Linked DNA regions of Macaca mulatta: region 2 is linked to region 1. The links are chromatin contacts, called in public Hi-C maps. All regions are on one chromosome and are shown on one strand. The core of a region is the stretch at or near the end of the contact, and the rest is flanking DNA. Distances in the headings are between cores, read along the strand shown.

Region 1 (6,647 bases), core at 1,202-3,701:
AATAGTTGTTGAACTGTATTGTTTCTATATGTATTTTTAATTGTTGTATTGTTATCTTTTATTGGTTTTTTTCCTAAGTATTTTGGACCTACAATTGGCTGAACCCATGGATACGAAGTGCTGACTGTATTCTGATGATTAATTTTTTTGTCTTTATCCTCTTCAAGCTAAAAGCCCCTACAAAGCAGAGATTCTGATCATTCCCTGTGATATGCCTCATGTGTAGTATATAGATGCCCATAGATGCTCAATAACTGTGCATCAAATCAACAAATAAATGAATGATGGGTGGCTGAAAATCAGACTGGGTTACCTTGTGTCTATCTTAGGGCAGTGAACTTAAACATAGAATCTGGGGAATACACTCGATTTTCTCTAATACTCAAGAATAATACGTTGCCACACCTGAACATGACACTATAGCTAAGCTCATCAGCCTCATCCTAGCATGTTCGCGAATATGCCAAGCATGTTTTCTTACCTAGTTTCTTGTTCACATCACTTTGAGATTTTCTTGTAGTCTTTCCAATTTCATCCACAAGCCTCTGGCTTTCTGCGACCAGGCGTTCCGATCGGGACCTTTGGGCATCTGCTCTGTGGTACTGGTTCTTGTTAGCAATGTGCCACTCTGAGGGCAGGAACTTGGGCGGAGGTTGTAATAGTTTAGCCATTTGAGGTTTCCAAAGTCCGGATCAGAGGTAGACTCTTTTAGATTAAATGAAAGCAATTTGTCCTTTTTATGTCAATTTTTATTAAAGCATGACATACATATGGAAAGTTGAATAAATCATGATCTGTACACAAAATGAATCCACCTGTGTAGCTGGCACCCAAACCAAGAAACAAGCATTACCGGCATCTCTAACCTCTTCCCAGCAACTCCACCTCAAGCCCCTCAGGGTAACCAGTATCCTGACTTTTAACACTACAAATTCGTTTTGCTGTTTTTGAATTTAACATAAATGGAATCATACTGTGTGTATTATTTTGTATCTGACTGCTTTAGCTCAACATTAGAATTGCGAGGTCGTGGAGTAATGTTCTGCCAAACAGATGAACCCAGACATGTTTTCTAGGAGAAGAAGAGGAAGAAGAAGAGGAAGAGGAAGAGGAAGAAGAAGAAGAAGAAGAGGAAGAGGAGGAGGAGGAGGAGGAAGAATAGGAGGAGAAAGAGGAGGAGGAGGAGAAGGAGGAGGAGGAGAAAGAGAAGGAGGAGGAGAAGGAGAAGGAGGAGGAGGAGGAAGAGGAGGCGGAGGAAGAAGAAGAAGAGGAAGAGGAAGAAGAAGAAATGTGACGTGTAAACTGACAACTGGGTATCGAACCTGTTCAACACGTAAAAGAATCTAAAAACTTCCAGGACAAAGGAAAGGAGAGGACAGGAAGGGGAACAACACAGGGGAAGCCAGCTGGCAGAAGCTGTCGGCAATGGAAACACTAAAATTACCCACTTCATCTCCATACAACTCTGATGGACCGTGAGAACTGTCTTCCTCAGATAGGGCTGAAATCTGCCCCCAATTCCAACTCTACCTCAAAGTCTGAGCCGCTGCTTTTAGGGGCCTCTGGATCTCTGAAGCCTTCACATATGTAAGGATGAAACTAGAGTCAGATCTTGACCAGGCTGAGAACCGCAGCCCACCCAGCCCCCTCAGACAACATGGAGTTTCTCCATTTCTTCCTAGTCCAGTCCCTTTTATGACTTCTACCAAATTTATCTGAGTGTGGAGCCCAGCATTTAACCCAAGACTCCTGGATAAGTCTGAGTAGTCCTCAGAGAGGTGGGGACCTAAATTAGGGCTCATCCCCACGCCATGAGGATTTGGTTAGGCGGGGAGGGTTGCGGGTGGGGGTCGGTGGGATAGGGTCAAGGTTTACTTACCTCAGCGCCACACAGAACCACTTCGCAAGCTCGGGATGGGAGCCTCCTTACCCTAAATGGAGCTTCCAGCTCTTGCAGAACAAAGAGGTAAACATCGCGGTCTCCATGACAACAAGTGACGCGTTGCCAGGGCAAAGAGGGCGGGTTCCGCCCGGAGCAGCCTTGCCTCAGTGGCTTGGCGCAGGCGCAAATTCTGCGGACTCCAGAGCCAGAGACCCGGGAGTGTGGCGTGTGAGAAGGGTAAGGCCAGATGCTGCGGCCACCTCAACCTACCGCGAAGACGCGGGTCACCAAGCAGAATACAGCAGCCAAAGCCCCGAGCTGGGAGTCAGGAGACCTGCGTCCAGTCCGGGCCCTCCCGCAGGCCGAATCATCTCGGGTCGCGCTGTACCCCGGGTCTCGGACTCCCCGGGTATACAGTGGGGTTGGGCTGAGTGATGCCTCCAGGCCCTCGCAGTGGCAGGTGAAATTGAGGGTTAAAAATCAGGAAAGCAAGTTGATGGATTATGTAAGCTCCAATGAGTTTCCTCCAGCGTTTGTATAGGTCTGTTACCACCACTGGCTTATTTCTGCGTGGGACGCCCGATAGGGCACTCCCTGAGGGTAGGTGTGAGTAGGACGCCTTCAGACAAACACTCCAGAAGTCACTCTACATCCACTAGGAGATGGAAAATATGGGAGAAAAATTAAATCAGAGGGGATAGGTCCAGAAGATTTAATATTTGTCAAGTAGGACTTCCAGAAGGAAAGAAAAAAAAATGGCAAAACAATTATGAAGGTGAGAGACATAACCTGAGCTGAAGACTCAAGTCTTTAGATTAATGACCCAAGGCCGGGCGCGGTGTCTCACGCCTGTAATCCCAGCACTTTGGGAAGCCCAGGAGGGCGGATCACGAGGTCAGGAGATAGAGACCATCCTGGAAAACATGATGAAACCCTGTCTCTAATTTAAAAAATACAAAAAATTAGCCAGGCATGGTGGTGGGCAGCTGTAGTCCCAGCTACTCGGGAGGCTGAGGCAGGAGAATAGCGTGAACCTGGAAGGCGGAGCTTGCAGTGAGCTGAGATTGCGCCATTGCACCTCCAGCCTGGGCGGCAGAGCCAGAAAAAAAAAAAAAAAAAAGATTAACGACCCACCTGAAATTAACACACACACGCCCACTCCTTACTTATAGTCCTCCCTGTGGATTATACATATAATCCATATAGTGATTAGCTCCAGGATCCCTCTCAGATACCACAATCTGCAGATTCTCAAGTCTCTTATATAAAGTGCTGTAGTATTTGTATATAACCTATGCATATCCCTAGATAGACATACTTTACATCATCTCTAGATTGCTGCAATACCAAATACAATGTCTAATACAATACTTAATACACTGCCTAATGCAATACATAATACAATACCTAAACCAATGCCTAATACCTAATACAATACCTAATAGAATGCCTACTACCTAATACAGTACCTAATACAATATCTAATACAATGTCTAATACAATACTCAATGCAATATCTAATACATTATACAACATCTAATACCTAATATAATACCTAATACAATGCCTAATACAATGTCTAATACATACTTAATACAATGCCTAACAATGCCTACTCGTCACTTCATTCGCATGGATTCAACACAGCACTCAGAGCGCAACAAATTCAAGTTTTGCTTTTTGGAACTTTGTGGAATTTTTTTCCTGAATATTTTTGATTTGCGTGTGATTGCATCCAAGGATGTAGAATCCATGGATATGAAGGGCCAACTTTATATTTATACCTATTCTGGTGGAATTTCTTAATTCAAAGAACAGGGAGAAAAAGAAAGAATAGGTATCAAGCGTTTCATCTCTAACACAGGTTGCTAGAAATGATGGTTGCTAGAAATGATGCTAGAATAATGCCTTCAAAATTCTATAGAAAATTATTTCCAATCTGGGATTCTACAACCACTCAAAGCATTTCATGTATGAGAGCAAAATGAGGACTTCTTTGGACATGCCAGTACTCAAAACGGTGAGCTGTACATTCTTTATGGAAAAAAAAAATAGAGCAAAAGTGAAAAATCCAGAAAGAAGAAGACATTGGATATTTGGATATAAGACATAGTGGAATCGACCCAGCTGTGTGCTGAAAACAAGGCTCAGTGTAATAGCTGTAGAACTAAAAAGCAATCAGTCCAAATTACAACTAAAAGTCCAAAGAAGTTTTGAAGAACATCTTTAAGCGGAGTTTTACAAACTATGATTCATAACCCAGAAGTATAACCACGTGGGGAGTTGAAATTATGTCTCTTCTGATCGATAAAAAGTAGATAAACGATGTCAGGCTCCATGCTGCATGCCTGAAGTGCCGTCACTTGGGATGCCTGGGAGGGATGGCTTGAGCTCAGGAGTTTAAGACTGCAGTGAGCTCTGATCACACCACTGTACTCCAACTTGGGTGACACAGATCCCTGTCTATTAAAATGTTTTTTAATTTTTATGAGTTAAAAAATACACAAATACAAATTCTGAGAAAAGTTAAAAGCTGCACAAGGGCCGGGCATGGTGGCTCACACCTGTCATCTTGGCACTTTCGGAGGCCAAGGCGGGAGGATTGCTTGAGATCAGAAGTTCAAGACCGGATTGGGCAACATGGTAAGACCCTGTCTCTAAAAACCTAAAAATAAATAAAAAATAAAAACCTGCAGAAGAAAGTTATAAGTAGGAAGAACATTAAATTTTGATGTCATTTTCAGAATAGTATATGAAATACAAGAGATGGTGCCAAAAGTCACCATGCCCTTCATGATCATCCCAGCTGAACTCATTCATTCTCTGAACTCATTCATTCTCTGAACTCATTCATTCTCTGAACTCATTCATTGATTTGTTCCACAAAGATTTGTTGACCACTCTCTGAACTCGTTCTCTGAAATCACTCATTCATTAATTTGTCCACATACCTATTGAACATCTATGAAGTATCAAGACCTGTGCTAGACACTAAGGATAGATGAAGATAAAACACAGTCTCTGCCTTCTGTGGAGATTACAGATGCACAGCTGTTGACACAGCTGTTCGATTCTACATCTAGGGATTTATCCTACAGATACATCTGCACATGTGCAAAATGATGTAACTGTGTGGAAAAAGTTATTCATTGCAAAGTTGTTCTTAGTAGGAAAAAATTTAAATATCCCAAATGTCCACCAAGAGGAGACTGGTTAAATACATTATGAAACAGTCATAGAGTATTTTTTACTGTAAAATATATAATTAGAAATCTTTTTTACATCTCTTTGATATGGCGTGACCAACAAGATATATTAAATGAAAAAAGCAAGGTTCCGAGGAATCATACATATAATATTTTACCATTGTGATGATAGAAAATGGTAGAATGTAATTGTTTGTGTACCCATAGAATTTCTCCAGACAGATACATAAGAAACTGGTAACACTGGTTGCTGGAAAGAGATCTGGATGGCTGGGATGTGGAGGGGAAAGGAGACTTTACTGAATAATCTTCTGCCTTTTGAGAGTTGTACAATACATTATCTCTTTTAAAAGAATATAAAAATGCAGAAACTCTATAATAAATGATTTAAGTAAACAAATGACACAAATAGGGCAGCTGCTAAAAGAGCAGGAGGTGTGAGAGCATTGAGACAGAGCTAACTAGTCATTTTGAAACCAGAAGAATTCGGAGGGAAATGAACAGAGGCAGTATGTCTAGGAGACGACACACTTAGCCAGGGGCCTGAAGACTGGCTTCCAGCTCAGATCTCACCACGGATGAGCCTCAGGTTTCCCATCCATGATAAATCTGTCATGCTCTCCTGAGCATTTTATGGATGCAAAAGTGCTACCCAAACGTCAGATCTTATTCACTTCCCAAACATCAGATCTTACTCACTTCTTGTTTAACTTTCATACAGTGGCCACTATGACCCTTGACCTCTGTTTTGCTAGCACTGCCAGTGGTATTGGAATCCGTGTCAACTTCCTCACTGAACTGCACCTGGATAAGGGGGAAAAACTTCCCTCATATGAGGGTATTGGTAAGATGTGAATTGTTTTCCATCTTCAGTTTCACTGTGGAACAGTGAGTTCATTGATAACAGTGAGTTCATTGATAAGAACCAGCCTTTTATTCTCGCTACGCCTTATAATAAGTATCAATATCACAGGCCATTGTATGAAGCTGGGCATTCAAGACCCCAGTGTCCTGGGTCTGTAGCAGGGACTGAGTCCCCTGTTACATGATGCTATCCCCAAATTAGCAGTTAACAAACATGATAACTTAAAAGCTTTTCATTGGAATTTTAACCTACCAAATAACTGTGGTGTGCTTTTAAGAGGCCCTTAGGAGAATAAGAGGATATAAAGCATGAGCTTCCCCTTTGAAATAACAGATTTTCACTGTCAGTAAGGATGAAGAGATGTTCTCCACCATCTTTCTTTCAGATGGTCACAGCCAATCAACAAGGAAGAAAAAAATGGGAAAGATTCAAAGGACGCTGATCAATTACAGGACTGTATGGCACACACCAGGATGTCCCAGCACAGTTCACAAATGAGGCCCCATTCAGGGTCCCCATCTCTCGTTTCTAGAATGTGGTTTTTCTCTGTAATTGACACCACAGTACAAAATAAATCAAAATCCTGAGGCTAGAAACATGATAGTCAAGAATATGTGAACAGGTATTTATTTCTACGAGTCTTCACGAAATGTTCCAGTAGCATGCTTGTGGTATAGAATTAAATTGTGAAATG
Region 2 (7,124 bases), core at 459-2,958, 200 kb after region 1:
TAGGCCTCAAAGGCTGAATGCAGCCACCGGTGCTCACAATCAAATCAACACCCCATAATAAACAGGCACCCCACAACTGACCAAATAATACTCCATCCTGATGCCAAAGGGAGCCCTTAGTCTAATTCTCATCTCCAGGCTGGGCAGAGACCTAAATAACCCTCACATGTCAAAGCCACCTCATCGTCACCTCATCGTCCTGAATTTCCCAATTCCCGGTTTCTCAGCTGTTCTTTCATGCATTCAAATAAAGACACACTCCGGTCTGAAGGCGAGGGCCCCCGGCCTGATATCTAGCCTCATGGACCATGGCCGGTCAATCCTGGCCGACTGTACACTCTTCCCAGCCCAAATCCGGGGAGCTTCTGCCTTGCAGCTGGATTCAGCTCTAGCACCCCTTCTCCAAATGAGCTTTGCCTTGCCTCCCCGCAATGTCTCCCGAAACAAAATATGAGGGTGTGATCCATGCCCATCTCTCAGATCAGGGACTTCAAATTAGGGTTGTTAAGCCCCCTCCTGCCCTCTCTCCCTTCTCCTCGTTTTCCCTTCTCTTGTTTACCCCACCCAATTTTAATATTAATGTGCAATTAAAAGTCACCTCCAAAGACATCTGGGTAGCAGTGTCTAGCTTAATTCGAAAAGAAACCCGGAGTTCCCAGGCTCAGGTCCCCCTTCTTGTCGCACCCATTCCCCTGGCTCCTGAAGCCCACGATTTCTCACCTCAGGTAGGAACCCCAGCCTGAGGAGAAAGTCCCCTCGGTCCCCTAACTCTAGCTCCCTCCGCCCAACCCTAGTCCCCTCCTAGGAGACAGAGGTGCAAAATAAACCCGCGCAAACGGGAGGAGGCTAAAGGTTTCAGCCGCCCAGACCGAATGGATCCTGCGCCCGGGTCTGAGCGCACCCCCGGCCGGGTGGAGACGAGGGGCGAGGCGAGGCCAGTGCTCGGCCGCCCCCTCGTGGAAGGAGCCGCACATTGCAGAGCCTTGCCTACTTGCCGCGCTGGACCCCGGCGTCCCGCCAGCCTTCAAGCGTAGCCGACGGGCGGGTGCCCGAGGCCCTCCTGAGCTGGGATTGGGGGAAAGCGAGCGGGCTTTGGGCGGGAGTCCGTCTCTCTGGATCCCTACAAGGACTCAGAAGAGAGTCGGGAGCAAGATAGGCCGGACGCCTGGGTCTCCCGAGCGTCTCTCGCCCCTCCACCCCCACCTCGGGGCTTTCCCCACCTCCTCGAGGGGAAGCAGCTGGCGGAGCCGTCCGGTCGCAGGACAATGGAAGGAAACCGACTAGAAATCATATCCGCCCTCTCCCTACCCCGCCCGGCCAGAGCCCCCCTTTTTGTAGGCCCGGGTACAGGAGCCTGTCATTCACACCACACCCTCCCCCGTCTGAGACCCCACAGGAGCCCACTGTCGTCTGCCCAAACCTGCTTTCTCGTTGGGATCCCCCTTTTCTCCCTTAACACAGTACAAGAAGGGGAGAGGGGGTGCCGTATGCACTTTGCTCCTGGCAAACCCTCCCAAAAGCCAAAACACCAATTTTCACTGGCCCAGGCCTTCCGACGACTCAGACTCCCGTATTTCCAACCTCGATATCCCTAACCTCCTCCCCAATTCCAATATCCCCGTCCTCGTGTCCACTTGCAGTGACCCAAGACCCCCTACGTTACGACCACCCCTTGTTTCTGAGGTCCCGCCCTCGAGACGGAGACCCCGCCCTGGGCTCGCCATCTGGAGAGCGAGGGAGGAAGGAAGGATACAGACCCAGGCGTTCACCCCACCTCCACCCCCGCCCCCGACATCCCGGCCAGATAAAGGAGCCCAGGCCAAGAGGGGAGAGAGACCCCGCCCCCCTTAAGAAGAGAAGACGGGCCCCTGCAGGACGGGGGTAAGAACAAGAGACTGAGGGAGCCAGACTCCTGGGTCCCCCAAGAGGGTTGGAGCTCGTGTGGAGCTTGCCATCAGCAAGCCTGAGCCCCAGAAACTGGGCTAAGCTAGGGATCTGGGGACTAGATAGGAGTCGCAGAATTCCGTAGTTCGGGGGAGAGAGCCTCGGCTGGGGTTTGGAGGTGTGTGGACGGCAGGCCGTCAGATCTCTAGGCAGGGTCGGACACCTGAGACACAGGCGGGCAGAAGGGAGTGGCGGTGCTGGAGGGGCACTGGGAGTCGAACCCAGGGCGATGGGCGCGGGATTCCCCACGCTCGCCAACGACGCAGCGGTGTGGAACCTTCAGCTGGCTCCAAGCGCTGTGGGATCTGGAAGAGGCAAGGGAGCGAGGGTGTCGTAGAGGGTATAATGAACAAGAAGAATTAGGAGGGAGGCTGCGTGTGCCGGGGCTAGGGGCTGGAGGCCCTGGCTCTAGCTGCACCACGGAAGGAAAAGGCAAACAGAGGAGGGAAGGCGTCTTAGAACTGCCTGGATCCAGAGCACTTTCCACGGCCTCTACAGGCCTGCGTCGCTATGGGTTCCCCCGCCGCCCCGGAGGGAGCGCTGGGCTACGTCCGCGAGTTCACTCGCCACTCCTCCGACGTGCTGGGCAACCTCAACGAGCTGCGCCTGCGCGGGATCCTCACTGACGTCACGCTGCTGGTTGGCGGGCAACCCCTCAGGGCACACAAGGCAGTTCTCATAGCCTGCAGGTTCGAGGGGTGGGGCAGGGGCGGGGCCAAATGGGAAAGGGGTGGGACCACAGGGCCTTTGAAAGGGAATCCGAAGCCAAGTCTTTCAGAAGCAGGAGGAGGAGCGTCCGAGAATTGGGGGCGGGGTGATAGTGAGGAGGCGGGACTTTTCAGGGGGCGGGGCTTCCTAAAGCGGCGCGTGTCTCCCTTGGTTCCCCAGCCCCTAAGGGACCTATCTGCTCTCTCTCCAGTGGCTTCTTTTACTCAATTTTCCGGGGCCGTGCGGGAGTCGGGGTGGACGTGCTCTCTCTGCCCGGGGGTCCCGAAGCGAGAGGCTTCGCCCCCCTACTGGACTTCATGTACACTTCCCGCCTGCGCCTCTCTCCGGCCACTGCACCTGCAGTCCTTGCGGCCGCCACCTATTTGCAGATGGAGCACGTGGTCCAGGCATGCCACCGCTTCATCCAGGCCAGGTGAGGGACCCCGGCTCAGCGTTCTCTGTGGGTGAGGTATTAAGGGCAGAGGCAGAGATTAGGCAATGGCACTAACGTTCATCACACTTTCCCCAGCTATGAACCTCTGGGCATCTCCCTGCGGCCCCTGGAAGCAGAACCCCCAACACCCCCAACGGCCCCTCCACCAGGCAGTCCCAGGCGCTCCGAAGGACACCCAGACCCACCTACTGAATCTCGAAGCTGCAGTCAAGGCCCCCCCAGTCCAGCCAGCCCCGACCCCAAGGCCTGCAACTGGAAAAAGTACAAGTACATCGTGCTAAACTCTCAGACCTCCCAAGCAGGGAGCCTAGTCGGGGAGAGGAGTTCTGGTCAACCTTGCCCCCAAGCCAGGCTCCCCAGTGGAGATGAGGCCTCCAGCAGCAGCAGCAGTGAAGAAGGACCCATTCCTGGTCCCCAGAGCAGGTACAGAGTCTAGAACCTCAAGAATTTGTCAGAGCTGACCTCAGCTAGAAGACAGAATCATTGGGCCTTCGTGGTCAGGAGGAAGGATGAAGGGAAATAGGGGGTGCATTTCAGAGACACTAGCTCACCTTAAGAAGCTGGCCAGAGACCAGGTTTATTCAGCAGGGTGGCACTTGGGCAGTACGATGGATGTGGCTCATTGGTCAACAATATTGGCTCACCTCCAGAGGGCAGGCCTTTGGCTCCAAATTTCCCAGGAGAGAACCCCCATCCCCCATCCATACAATCTCTTTTAACCCTTTCCCCTGGGCCTTGCCATCTGCCTAGGCTCTCTCCAACTGCTGCCACTGTGCAGTTCAAATGTGGGGCTCCGGCCAGTACCCCCCACCTCCTCACATCCCAGGCTCAAGACACCTCTGGATCACCCTCTGAGCGGGCTCGACCACTACCGGGTAAGAGACCCTCTTTCCTGGCTTTTCTCCCATGACTGCTCCAGGCAAGTTTGTGCCAAAAAAGCCCCCCAGAAAGGCCTATTCCAATGGTTGCTAAACTTTATTACAAATTAGAATCACCTAGGAAGCTTTTAAACTCTCACCGCCCAGGTCACACTCCATAGACTGAAATATCTGGACCTGGGAACGAGTCATCAGTATTTTTCTAAAGCTCTCCAAGTGCTTCCAATGAGCAGCAAAGTTTGAGAATTTCTGGCCTATCCTCTTTCGGAGCTGAATGATCAGCCCAAAGCTTGTCAGGGCCTCTCTGGCAGGCTGTCATTCAGAGTGGTGCCGGTGAGGAGGAGATTTTAGCCAGGCACGGTGGCTCATGCCTGTAATGCCAGCACTTTGGGAGGCCAACGCAGGAGGATCACTTGAACCCAGGAGCTCAAGGCCAGCCTGGGCAACATAGTCAGACCTGGTCTCTACAAAAAATAAAAATAAAAATTAGCCAGGCATGGTGGTGCACACCTGTAGTCCCAGCTACTCAGGAGGCTAAAGTGGAAGGATCGCTTGAACCTGGGAGGTGGAGACTGCAGTGAGCCGATATCACACCACTGTACTCGAACATAGGCAACACAGCGAGACCCTATCTCAAAAAACAAAAAAAAACAAAAACAAAAGAAAAAAAGGAGGAGAAACTGAAAACTCCTCCCACTAGCAGGGGCCTCCACCTACCACTGCTTTTTTTTTTTTTTTTTTTGAGATGGAGTCTCACTCTATCGCCAGGCTGGAACGCAGTGCCGTGATCTTGGCTCACTGCAACCTCCATGTCCCAGGTTCAAGCGATTCTCCTGCCTCAGCTTCCCGAGCAGCTGGGACTACAGGCGTGCGCCACCACCACGCCCGGCTAATTTTTGTATTTTTAGTAGAGACGGGTTTCACCGTGTTGGCCAGGATGGTCTCCATCTCTTGACCTTGTGATCCGACCGCCATGGACTCCCAAAGTGCTGGGATGACAGGCGTGAGCCTCCGCGCCTGGCCACCACCACTACTATTGAAGAGGAGATTAGCTGAGTACTCAAGTCAGAAGGATGTGGAGTCAGATCTGGCTCATCTTACTATCTCCTTACTTGGCCTTGAGCAAGGCGAACCAGCCCCAGAAGTCTTAACAATAAATTGGGAAAAAGAAAGCCCGCTACTGCGTGATTTGAGGTTTCAGTAGTACCTAGATAGCCCTCATTAGTAACTATGGTTGCCCTTACCCACTCCCCTTCCCAGGAAGTGAATTTTTCAGCTGCCAGAACTGTGAGGCTGTGGCTGGGTGCTCATCGGGGCTGGACCCCTTGGTTCCTGGGGATGAAGACAAGCCCTATAAGTGTCAGCTGTGCCGGTCTTCATTCCGCTACAAGGGCAACCTGGCCAGTCACCGCACAGTGCACACAGGTAGGGGAGGAGAGGGCCCTGGCCGTCCAGCCCACAGCTGTCCTAGGGCAGAGTCCCTGACCCCCCATCTTCCCTGCCTCCAGGGGAAAAGCCTTACCACTGCTCAATCTGCGGAGCCCGTTTTAACCGGCCAGCAAACCTGAAAACGCACAGCCGCATCCATTCAGGAGAGAAGCCCTATAAGTGTGAGACGTGCGGCTCACGCTTTGTACAGGTACGGAGCCAGCCTCCAAGTGGCTTCCAAGGCAAACCCACAAGAGGTGGGGTGGGCCAATAGGGAGGGATCTGTCCCTCTCAGAGACAGGACTTGAAGTCTCCTCCCTCCCAGGTGGCACATCTGCGGGCGCACGTGCTGATCCACACGGGGGAGAAGCCCTATCCTTGCCCTACCTGCGGAACCCGCTTCCGCCACCTGCAGACCCTCAAGAGCCACGTTCGCATCCACACCGGAGAGAAGCCTTACCACGTGGGTACCCAACCTGGCCTGCCCAGTGCCTTAGAATTACCTCTGCTTTGCCGAGGGGTGGCCTCTGAGAGGTGCAGGCCTGGCTGTCCCTGGATCCTTAGAAATGAGTGGTGGCCGGAAGAGTCCAAGCAAATAAGGGATGGAGGCTGGGAGTAGGGATGGGCGGGTATAGAAGTGATGCCTCTGGGCTGAGCGCTGTTTTCTCAGAGAGGAGCTACAAGCGGGAGAACCTTTGCTAAATAAGGCAGGGTCTATCCCGTCAGCCACCCCTGAGGATTTGGATGTGAGAGTCAAAGAGCTGATCTTCCGCTGGACAGTTCCCTCTTGGGCGAACTGGACAGGCCCCCCCTCTGCCCCGGCTCAACACCTAAAAGGTGATTGTGGATGAGGCAGGACCTGACCCAGCTGTCCTCCCACAGTGCGACCCCTGTGGCCTGCATTTCCGGCACAAGAGTCAACTGCGGCTGCATCTGCGCCAGAAACACGGAGCTGCTACCAACACCAAAGTGCACTACCACATTCTGGGGGGGCCCTAGCTGAGCGCAGGCCCAGACCCCACTTGCTTCCTGTGGGTGGGAAAGCTGCAGGCCCAGGCCTTGCTTCCCTATCAGGCTTGGGCATAGGGGTGTGCAAGGCCACTTTGGTATCAGAAATTGCCACCATCTTAATTTCTCGCTGGGGAGAGCAGGGGGTGGCAGATCCCGGCTAGATCTGCCTCTGTTTTGCTGGTCAAAACCTCTTCCCCACAAGCCAGATTGTTTCTGAGGAGAGAGCTAGCTAGGGGCTGGGAAAGGGGAGAGATTGGAGTCCTGGTCTCCCCAAGGGAATAGCCCTCCACCTGTGGCCCCCATTGCATTCAGTTTATCTGTAAATATAATTTATTGAGGCCTTTGGGTGGCATCAGGGCCTTCATTCAATTGCATTTCCCACTCCCCTCTTCCACAAGTGTGATTGAAAGTGACCAGAAACACAGAAGGTGAGATCACAGCTCTGCTGGCAGAGATTACTAGCCTGGGCTCTCTCCTTTGGCTTGGGTATTTTATATTAATTCTGTCATAACTTTTATCCTTAGACTTGTTCTTGTTTGCTTGTTAGTTTGTTTAAAATGGAAAAAGGGGTTCTCTGTGTCCTGCCCCTGTAATTCTAGGTCTGGAACCTTTATTTGTTCTAGGGCAGCTCTGGGAACATGCGGGATTGTGGAATTGGGTCAGAAACCCTCTCTGGTATTCTGGATGTTGTAGGTTCTCTA

What was found. A called contact is a pair of places that touch in the nucleus more often than the background predicts.
Region 2: a contact with region 1 is called in a Hi-C map of fetal cortical plate, with 1.6 times the contacts expected there. The contact joins the promoter of BCL6B here to the promoter of TEKT1 in region 1. A contact is called at or near these places in 2 of 14 Hi-C or Micro-C datasets (fetal cortex germinal zone and fetal cortical plate).

What each region holds. Positions count from the first base shown.
Region 1 is chr16:8,298,028-8,304,674 of T2T-MMU8v2.0, forward strand. It overlaps TEKT1 (tektin 1), which reads right to left and starts at 2,452. Exons shown (of 8, transcript XM_015118409.3): 1 at 1,880-2,452; 2 at 482-705. The coding sequence starts at 671.
Region 2 is chr16:8,496,936-8,504,059 of T2T-MMU8v2.0, forward strand. It overlaps BCL6B (BCL6B transcription repressor), which reads left to right and starts at 1,709. Exons shown (of 9, transcript XM_001105202.5): 1 at 1,709-1,881; 2 at 2,443-2,633; 3 at 2,864-3,085; 4 at 3,182-3,529; 5 at 3,857-3,981; 6 at 5,245-5,409; 7 at 5,493-5,623; 8 at 5,738-5,875; 9 at 6,295-7,124. The coding sequence starts at 2,455. The coding sequence ends at 6,411.